Regions from separate parts of the Sus scrofa genome. Here regions 2 and 3 are each linked to region 1. A link is a contact called in public HiChIP or PLAC-seq data. All regions are on one chromosome and are shown on one strand. The core of a region is the stretch at or near the end of the contact, and the rest is flanking DNA. Distances in the headings are between cores, read along the strand shown.

What was found. HiChIP or PLAC-seq counts read pairs in DNA pulled down with a chosen protein or histone mark.
Region 2: a contact with region 1 is called in an H3K27ac HiChIP or PLAC-seq map of alveolar macrophages. The contact joins two enhancer-like sites. A contact is called at or near these places in 2 of 2 datasets of contacts at active chromatin or transcription factors (alveolar macrophages and skeletal muscle).
Region 3: a contact with region 1 is called in an H3K27ac HiChIP or PLAC-seq map of alveolar macrophages. The contact joins two enhancer-like sites. A contact is called at or near these places in 1 of 47 Hi-C or Micro-C datasets (epiblast stem cells) and 1 of 2 datasets of contacts at active chromatin or transcription factors (alveolar macrophages).

The regions. Positions count from the first base shown.
Region 1 is chr14:35,855,979-35,859,235 of Sscrofa11.1, reverse strand. All of the region lies in intron 4 of C14H12orf49 (UPF0454 protein C12orf49 homolog), which reads right to left. Among named protein-coding and RNA genes, the nearest start is that of C14H12orf49, 150 kb to the right of the region's middle. Within about 2 kb of position 1,720, at least 11 of the 83 cell types and tissues checked have an H3K27ac peak or open chromatin away from gene starts, as enhancers often do. A contact at or near this core is called in alveolar macrophages, where this site is marked.
Region 2 is chr14:36,341,974-36,345,230 of Sscrofa11.1, reverse strand. The region is part of intron 14 of MED13L (mediator of RNA polymerase II transcription subunit 13-like); the gene reads right to left. Among named protein-coding and RNA genes, the nearest start is that of MED13L, 280 kb to the right of the region's middle. Within about 2 kb of position 1,645, at least 3 of the 83 cell types and tissues checked have an H3K27ac peak or open chromatin away from gene starts, as enhancers often do. A contact at or near this core is called in alveolar macrophages, where this site is marked.
Region 3 is chr14:36,192,811-36,196,067 of Sscrofa11.1, reverse strand. All of the region lies in intron 2 of MED13L (mediator of RNA polymerase II transcription subunit 13-like), which reads right to left. Among named protein-coding and RNA genes, the nearest start is that of MED13L, 130 kb to the right of the region's middle. Within about 2 kb of position 1,582, at least 1 of the 83 cell types and tissues checked has an H3K27ac peak or open chromatin away from gene starts, as enhancers often do. A contact at or near this core is called in alveolar macrophages, where this site is marked.

The DNA of each region.
Region 1 (3,257 bases), core at 471-2,970:
GTCTCTACACTTCCCTAAAATCTCTATACCTCCTTATGGTATTTGGGTCCCTCAAATGCCCAGCACAGCATCTGTCTAAAACAGATGTCTTCAATCAGTCAATAAAGATGATCCTTTCTAAGCATGAATGTATGGAATACAACTTAGAATTCCATTAAAACATGCTGGGTCAGGAAAAAAATGATTTGAGACCATATTTAAAAAGCAAAAAAATTATAACAGCTGCATTGTATATTTTGTCAAGTGCCTTGGATTTGTGGAAGGGATTTTGTTCTATAAATATAATTATTAGTTGCCATGATTATACTAATAACCAGGGGGATGGCACAGAGCCGTGCCTCCCCAGCAGGGTGGGCTGGATAGGGCTGGGTATTCCCTTTGCTGACTTGCTTCACTAGTTGACTAACAGACCTTATTCCCTGGCTGAGCTGATCACATCCTGCCAAAGCCAGCTTCCCGAGTGGAGGGGGAGTGAGAGTGAGTGCAGTGGGGTCCTGGGGGGAAAGCAGCCTGTGTTTGCTGCTGCTTTGACAGTTGAGGCTCCGAGAGGGGCTGGCAAACAATGGGAAATGAAACATTTGAGTGGTTGCAAAAAATTCCGTGGGAAATCCCCCCTGGTGGTATTTATGTGCGCTGGCAGTGACAAGGGGAGCTTGGGGCTTTCGATTTCAAGGGTTCCTGAGCAGACCACAATAGCGTTCTGAGATGGCAATCCCAAGAAACAGCTCTCCTGGGCCTCAAAAGGCTGGCCTGTGTCTGTCCAGGGAAGATTAGGCCACGTGCACACTGCTGGCCATGAGCTGCAGTGGCTTGTCGTGGGCTCATCCACAGTTGTTGACCTCTGGCCTCCCAAGCTTATGCTCTAAGACAAATCCCTTCAACGCTTCCCCTAGATCTTTCCTGGCCCCAGGAACCTAGGGCGGGGGTGGGGGAGGCGGTTGGGAGGGAGGGGGTGTGTGTAATATGACTGGCAGCGTTTCCCTTGGGCTTAGCCCGCCTGCAGAATTGTGGGAACCTTAGTTCCCTGCAACCCCCTCCCCACTATCTAATTGAAATAAAATTCAAAGTTAAGGCTTTCTATGCATTCTCCTGGCATTTGGGGCCTCCTCCTGCTTTCTCCATTCCCATTTATAATGGATATTTATTTGTCTGTTGCTCCTCGCACCTTCATTGAGAGAATAAAGTAAACTGATATTAACCAACTCTTGTTTTGCTTTCCTTTGAACTAATACATATTCAAAATACTTAACCACTCTTGCTAATGTCTTGCTGCTGTGATAGAATACATGTGTTTATAGATCCTCTTAAAAGTGAGGTTTATGGATTTTTAGAAATACACAGTAGATGAGAAAACTGAAACCTAAAGGGATTACATGTGTATTAGTCAGGAAGTTTCAGTTGCAAAGTGACAAACTCCTAACTTGAAGGGACTTAAGCCAGATCAAAAGTGTATTGGCATTTTTCACTGAGAAGCAAGGGCTACATTAGCTTCAAGCATGGCTGGATCCAGGCTCTCCTTTAGGTCTTCAGGGAATTTGCCTCTCCCTATCTCTTGGGCTCTGCTTTTCCCTGTTTAATTTCAATTTCAGATTGGCTCTCTCTACCTGTTTTACATCTTTGCAGAATCAATTCAAGGCTTTCTCCTGGTTGCCTCTGTACAAGCCAGGTCTGGTGGTGCCCGTTGCTCAACCAGTGACTAGGGCAAGGCAGATGGAATGATCTGACCGCCCAGGCCCCAATCACGTGTTCACTGTTGAAGCTAGCAAACCACAGGGACTGACTGAGAGTGAATAGTTCCCCCAAAGAACATGGGATGCCCTTTCCAGAAGGAGGAATGGATACTGGGTGGGCAGAAAGTCATGGTGTCCTGTACTTGCTGCCAGGAAAGGGCTCACACAGATCCACATTCCGCCTCTGGAGAATGCTGGAGACTACTGTGGGCACCCCCCTCATGCTCTATCCAGCCCTGGGACTCTAGCCCTGCCCCTACCCCATGAACTCATTCCAGTTGGCAGTTTTCAAAATGTGCCCCCTGGGCACTCCTGGAAGGAAGAAGACAGTGGAGGGGAGCAAGAAAGGAAGGGTGACAGAAGCTCAACGGCTGGGACTCTAGGACCCCCACCCCTATTTCAAGCACCTGGCAATTCCCATGTCCTTTTGTATATTCAGTTCCTGTGTACACATTTATTTAAACAAACAGTTCCTCATATTTTTAAAACTTGCAAATCTAGTGATTTTCTGTAACCCTTGCCCACTCACTCACTCATTCATAAATAAGGAACAATAGCCAGAAAGGGCGAGAGTCTGACCAAGGCCACGTGGACAGCAACAACGTGCAGAGTCTAAGAAAAAAACACCTCAGGATTCCCCTGTCCTGCCCTTCCCACCGCAGCCTGGAGAGATCCATGTTAGAGACCGGCGGACAAGACCAACACACATACCCCTGCCGTACATCCCTGACTGGTTAGCTAAAGGGTGCAGATCTTAACACGGATGGAGTGGCTTCCCAGAGCAGAGCAGAAAGAGGGAAACTTTGTGTGGCTTTTTCTCTGATCTCTGGGTATATAAGCAGACACTGGGGACTCTCCCGGTAGGTAAAACTCTGCCAGAATGGAGAAAAACAGCCAGATTCTGCTACTCCCCGCCTCGTACGCTGAGCTTACATCACCATCCCAGAAAAACTTACATGAGTAAGCCATGTGCTTCTGTGTAAGATGTTTACAAACAACTTCTCTGCTCTGCTCTCCCGTGTCTGGAAAGCTCGTCTCCAGGCACCAGCCCTGCTGCACATTTCAAACCCACTTCTCTGCAGCACTGGTCACTGCTAATCATCACAGCTAAACTTTTTGAGTGCTTACAGTGTTCCTGAAACCATGTGCTAAGTGCTTGACAGGTGTTGCTTCACTGAATCCTCCCAAGAACCCCATACAGAAGGTACTATTCTCATCCTCATTTTACAGATGAGGAGAGGAAGCTGCAGAGAGATGGATTAATTTCTCCAAGGTGCTCACCAGCTCCAGACTCTGGCAATCAGAGTCAAGAGTGTGAGCTCTTGGTTACATTGCTACGCGAGGTGCATGATGAGGGTTTTAGATACGGAAGATGTAGTTGTAGCCGCACCTGTACCCAAACAGACAGAAAGTTCTCTGCTTCCTTTCTCCTTTCCTACACTTTCTTGCCTGGTGTCTCCAGCAAACACACAGGGGATTCCAGAGAGAGAAGGCTCGCAAGGTGCTGGTGGAACACGGGTAATTCGG
Region 2 (3,257 bases), core at 396-2,895, 490 kb before region 1:
AAATTCTAATTTATCTTCTATTTAGCCAACAGAGCAAAAATCTCTGATAAAATGAATGCCATTTTATTTAATGTACATGCATGTCAAAGATTAAAAGTGCACATTCTAAAGTGGTAGTGGCTACTAAACATATTCATAATTTAGATAATTTTGCAACTGATTCAGGCATGTTTTAATTGGTGAATCTCAAACTTTTTAAATAAAGAGGTAATATAAAGAAGTGATTTTTTTCATACTTCCCATTTGATCTATATGTGAATATACTTCATTATCTAAAATTACAGAGGAAAAATATTTTGTTAACTTTTAAAATGAATTACAACCATCTATAGGAAAAAAAAAAAAAATCCCAGGTACCCTAGTTGGTATCAGAAATTAAGCTAACTGAATGGTCATATCAGTTACATAATAGAATATTAATAATGGAAATGTCAAAGAAGGCCATCAGCAGAAAATTATCCTGTTCTGGAACTTTATCACTATCCTCTTGATGCTTTATGATTTGCCTTCACATTAATCATGTGAATAAAGTGTATATAATATGTTTTTCTTCCAATGATTGATTCTCTGAAAACCCTTAGGAGATGAACTAAGTAGAAGCTGTAAGTACAATAACCTAACCACTTTTAAAATTTCTATCCCAGATTACAAAGTATGTACGAAATATTTAAGAATTATATAACAAATGTTACACTGCAAATTTTACATGGACAAATCCATTAAAAATGTATTTTACAGGAAACAAAAATCTTTTTAGGGCTAGAATGGTGATTTACATGTAGTAGGATTACTCAGCTGATTTGATAACTCTACCATATTCACTACTCTTTGGGAAAACAGTTCCGTACTTCCTTTCCAAACTGATATTAAAATGAAATTTTAGAGTTCCTGCTGTGGCACAATGGATTAAGAATCTGACTGCAGCAGCTCAGGTTGCTGCTGAGGCATAGGTTTGATCCCCAGCTTAACCCAGTGACTTAAGGATATGGCATTGCTATGGCTGTGGCGTAGGTTGCAGCTGCAGCTGAGGTTCAGTCCCTGACACAGAAATTTCCATATGCCACAGGTGTGGCCATTAAATAAATAAGTAAGTAAATAAATAAATAAAACTTCACAGTTAGGATCAATAATCTCACCTAGAACCAAAAGACGATTTATTGAAAATCACCTGGGGGAAAAAGTTATCTTTTACGAAGTACTGAGAACAGTGATTCTCAACCCTTTTAAAAAAAAAAAAAATCTGAGATTAACTATCATCATTAACAGTGTCTCATAATGGTACTGATTTTTTCCCCCTTTTTTTTTTTTTTTTTTTTTTGCATATGGAAGCTCCCAGGATAGGGGTCGAACTGGAGCTGCAGCTGCTGGCCTACACCACAGCCACAGCCACAGCAACAGCAACGTGGGATCTGAGCACCACAGCCACAGCAACAGCAACAGCAACGTGGGATCTGAGCACTGTCTGTGACCTATACCACAGCTCATGGTAATGCTGGATCCCTGACCCAGTGAGCAATGCCAGTGATTGAACCTGCATCCTCCTGGATACTGGTCCAATTTGTTTCTGCTGTGCCACATCAGGAACTCCAGCACTGATTCTTAAAGTGGGAGTATATGCAATGAAATCCAAGTTGTGATTGTAAAATCTAGCCACTAGGGGGTGTCCTTAAAGCAAATTTATTTACACGTTTGAGGCAGGTTTAAGTGACTTGGAATCATAACTGATGTGCCTAATCGCTAATGATATTGCTCCTTCTAGCAACTTCAACATTTTAACAGATATACAGTAACCACTGAACAGAGTAAGATACAATTTATAGGTCTGAATCAGAACTTAATAAAGAGTAGATGCTCCATGCTCTGACCTGGGCTAGTGTCTAAGGCAGAGGTATATAGAGAAGCAGTGGGTTGGGTTCCCTAATCCAGGTGCTCTAAGCACAACACTGCAGTGTTCAGGTCACTTCCTCCCTCAGGGCATCAGTTTCTTCATCTAAAAGGGAAGGCTTGACTAGACGTGTGATTCTCATCAGGCTTTTTTTCTTTCCTTTGTTTATTGGGGGAAGAGAAAGCCTCCATCATATTGAGGCAAGAAAAAAGGTGAGAACCTCTGGATTAGACGACTTTTTAACATGTTACCTAGTTAATTATATAATCCTGAATAATTTACCCTCTCTCGGCCTCAGGTATTTATTTATAAAACAAGGGTAGACAAAGACAATAGAAAGGGTTTCAGACCTAAACTTTCATTTCCATTAGAAAAGCTCCTCTTTTATTTATTTTCTATAACAGAATTCTATATATCTTCAGATAAAATGGCACTTGCTGCTGCTAAGAAAAAAAGAAAAGAAGAAAGCCTAAATCCCCAAGTTGATCCTCAAGTCATCTTGATGTGACAGTATTTTACCCTTAAGGAACATAAAATAATTCACAGAATTAGTGATACAATCCAAGCCAGAAACTACCACAGAACCACTGGAGATACTGTATAAACGATAAGTTCTGAGATTGAAAAACAAGTCTTCAGATGTAGCAGCAACAAGATCAATAAGTTTTCTTTAAAACAAGGCTAAAGACTTTAATAGACTTAGGTTACATTTGAAATACATTCATCATCTTTAACTTTTAGTCCCTATTCCCCTTCCGAAGCCAAAGGGCAGCTACTCGTCAATTTTAATATAAAATTAACTTGTAAGTGGTGTATCTTAAACCATGAGTCTGCTTCACAAAATGTTCAAACCATATTAAATTATAGATCTTGATTAACAAAGTAGATATTTGGAAAATAATGAAACCATATAAATTCACTTGGAGTTAAAATGACAATGACTTAAAAATAGCTTTCACTTCATTTACTAAGTATTCTAGCTATGCTACAAAATTTTATCTCATAATTCTTTCACTAAATTAGTTTTTAAATTTTCTCTAAGAAATGTAATAAAGGCATTTTCCACTTAGGGCTACTCAACTTCTTTGATTCTACCTATCACAGTTATATACCTCAGTCTTCAAAGCCTCAGTCATCTTGATAACTTTTGTCAAAGGTAAAAGAGAACAAACAGAAAAAACTATGGATAAAGTGAGATTCCACCTGCTAAAGATTCATGTTAAAAAGTAGTTTTCACCATTTTTATTATCAGATATTCTTTAGGAAGACGCTTAATCTCTCTAGCTTCAATTTCCTCATTTGCAAAGTGGAATAATAGCTCCCTTATTTTTTTGTGCACGTTAAATGAGATAGTGTATACACAGAAGCGAAC
Region 3 (3,257 bases), core at 333-2,832, 340 kb before region 1:
CAATAAAACCCTGTCCCCTGCCCATTAAAACATAATCATTATGAGGGCAGAGAGATGACAGGGCTGAGTACAATGAATAAATATTTGTTGAACTCAATTCAATACAGAGATCAAGATGCCAATAAAATTAATCTTCAATCTACAATCTTATTTCTAGACAATTCAATTATCACATTAAACATCCATATCAGGAATCTAATATGAAGGCAATTAAGTAAGGTTCAATTAATCTGTTAACATTCTGTTTCAAACCAATATTAAAGCTATGCATAACCAGTTATTGTAATTATATAAATGAAGGCTATAAACATTAGGTGGCAGCAGCAGTACACTGCACTATAATCCTGAAATTGATTTTTTATATCCTCATATATAGAAATCCAATCCATAAATGGAGCTACACAAATACTCTAACATACAAAATGTGCAAAGAGAATTGATAACACATAACAAAACATAAAAATAAAATTATCTTGGCATCCAGATTTCCAAAATTATTTAATGAAATAATTGAGCAATATCAAAAAGCACTGACGAGTTCCTATAAATGTATTCAAATTTTGTTTTATACTTGCTCACTCACAATCCATATCGAAGGAACCAAATCCTACCTTCAAAATTGTATCTATGATATGACCACTTTTTCAGGCCTCCGCTCAAATGTCACCTTAATCAGTGAGACTTTCTATCACCATTCTAATTTAACTGAAATAGAGTTGATACAATGTTGTGATAATTACTGCTGTACAACAAGGTAATTCAGTTACACATACATCCATTTTTTCAGATTCTCTTCCCATATAGTTATTACAGAATATTAGGTAGAGATCCCCTTGCTCTATACATCAGGTTTCCAGTGACCATCCATTCCATACACAATAGCATGTGACCATTCTATTTAAAATAGCAACTCTACTCCTGAGTACTTCATTTTCTTCCATGATAGTAAATGGCATCTGATATACTATTTTGTGTTTACTTCTTTACTATCTCCTCTATAATTTAAAAGCCACAACAAAAAAAGATTTTAGTATGTTTTCTTCACTGTTTGTTTCCAGTGCCTGTAAGTAACTAGTGGTAGTCAATTGTTAGCAAATGACTACTATCATCAAACAAGCATATAACAATAATTTCACAGTTGTTTCTTACTTAAGACACAGACTACATTAAAAGTTCAAGACTACCACTGATTTATTTACTACCTTTAAGTTCAGGTAGTAAATAAATTTGAGTATGTATGTATAAAAATGAAGTGACCCTTTTTTAATACAAACATTCTAAAGCAGTATGAACTTAAGTGTGTTACATTAACTTAACATAAGAATTCTTTTTTAAATATACTGATATGTCAGAATTATATTTCTTAAAAATAAGAACTCTTTTTAGTGTCCTTAAATATTAGAATTGCATGCAGCCAAGCTCTTCCACTCAAATCAAAGAGATGAATTCAAAATTGTCTGCTACATTTTATCTTATCTACCAGCAAGCGTTGTGGGTTCAGGCTCTGTTGGCTTCAGAGAGAGAAAGAATTACAGGTTTGCTCTCCACCAAATGACTCTGTAATCGCTGTTGATTGCTTAATTCTGATCTACATCAGTAGCTAACCACTGATTATGAAATGCTTAGATTTAGTCTGTTTTCTTTACTGTTTACATTCTATAGAATAAACATTTGGGCAAGAGATGGAAATACTAAAGAACCTCAAGAAATTTTCAAAATACCCTTAAAATCCTCACATATCTTTTATCAAATTGATCACTATTATAGTTAACCTCCTAAAAAGTGATTTTGAGAGCATTTAAACACATGTGTGAAAAAGCCATCACTTTCGCTTCTTAACTGTAATATGCGGCAAGCGTTTTTCACTGTTCCAAAGAAAAGGTTACAGAGTTCCCATCGTGGCTCAGCAAAAACAAATCTGACTAGCATCCACGAGGACACAGGTTCAATCCCTGGCCTTGCTCAGTGGGTTAAGGAGCCCGCACTGCCGTGAGCTGCAGTGTAGGTCACAGACGTGGCTCAGATCTGGCATTGCTGTGGCTGTAGCATAGGCCAGTGGCAACAGCTGTGATTAGACCCCTAGCCTGGGAACCTCCACATGCCACAGGCTGAGGCCCTAAAAAGACCAAAAAAAAAAAAAAAAAAAAAAAAAAAAAAGGATACAAAATTGCTTGAAAAGGGTTCTTATTTTTGTTTCACTTTGTATTGTTTTGTTGTTGTTCAGAGTAGGGAGGGGGAAAAGGAAGGGTAATGGAGCATGAACAGAAATTTTAGAATTTAACAAATGGGAAATATTTTTCTTCCTCCTTCAGCATCAAACTAAATGAGGCCATGGGCTACTCTGCCACATCAATGTACACAGAAAATTATCATACAACATTTTATGCACATAACAAACAAAATACAACACAAGATCATTTCTCGGTAACAAATTAACTAAAAAGAAACAATGATAATCTGAGCCTTAAAAATTTGGGCATACCCTTTCCTCTTAAATTGGCTTAGAAAGATCTCAATTACAAATGGGTAGTGCTCCATAATTTCATTTGTAAATCACTGGTTTGGAATTCAAAATTTTGTTCTCCCAGGAAACATTATATAAAGCAGTTAGGTTCCCAGCTTGTCCATAACAGCTGATATTACCTTGATTTATACTTCTTACGAGTTGACTCACTTTCATTACTCTTCTCGGGGACCTCTTTTTCTATGGGGTTTTAATTAAATTGTGTATTAGTTGACTTCCATGGTCCAAGCTAGATATAACCACCATGTTTTCTATATATTGCTATGAAAAGAAGCAAACTGCAGGACAAGGCAAAAAAGTAGTTACCCCAGAACATTTTCATTCCCATGTCTCTGGAGAGGGCAAGACCCTGATGAGTTAGTTGTTCATGTTCATCAATGGAATATATTAAAGTTACAAATCTTCAACTATGTAAATAAGTATACAAAACCTATTTTCAAGCAAAAAAGAAAATCACAACAATTTGTACCTTTATAAAATCAGGTTATGGATTGGCTAAAAGAGACCACACACATATACCTCCTTAAAATGCCCAATTATTTAGCCAATGCTAGATAACTTAATAAAAGCCAGGTGGCTATACAGAGCCACAGAATACTCACACATGCAGCTTATCTTAGCTTGGTTTTTTCTTCATGCCTGGATTCCACATGTCACATACTAGAAAGGGTCTTGACTGAACTGAGAAATTCTTGCTATTCCACTGTCCCAAAGGCTTAACTCACCATTTGGA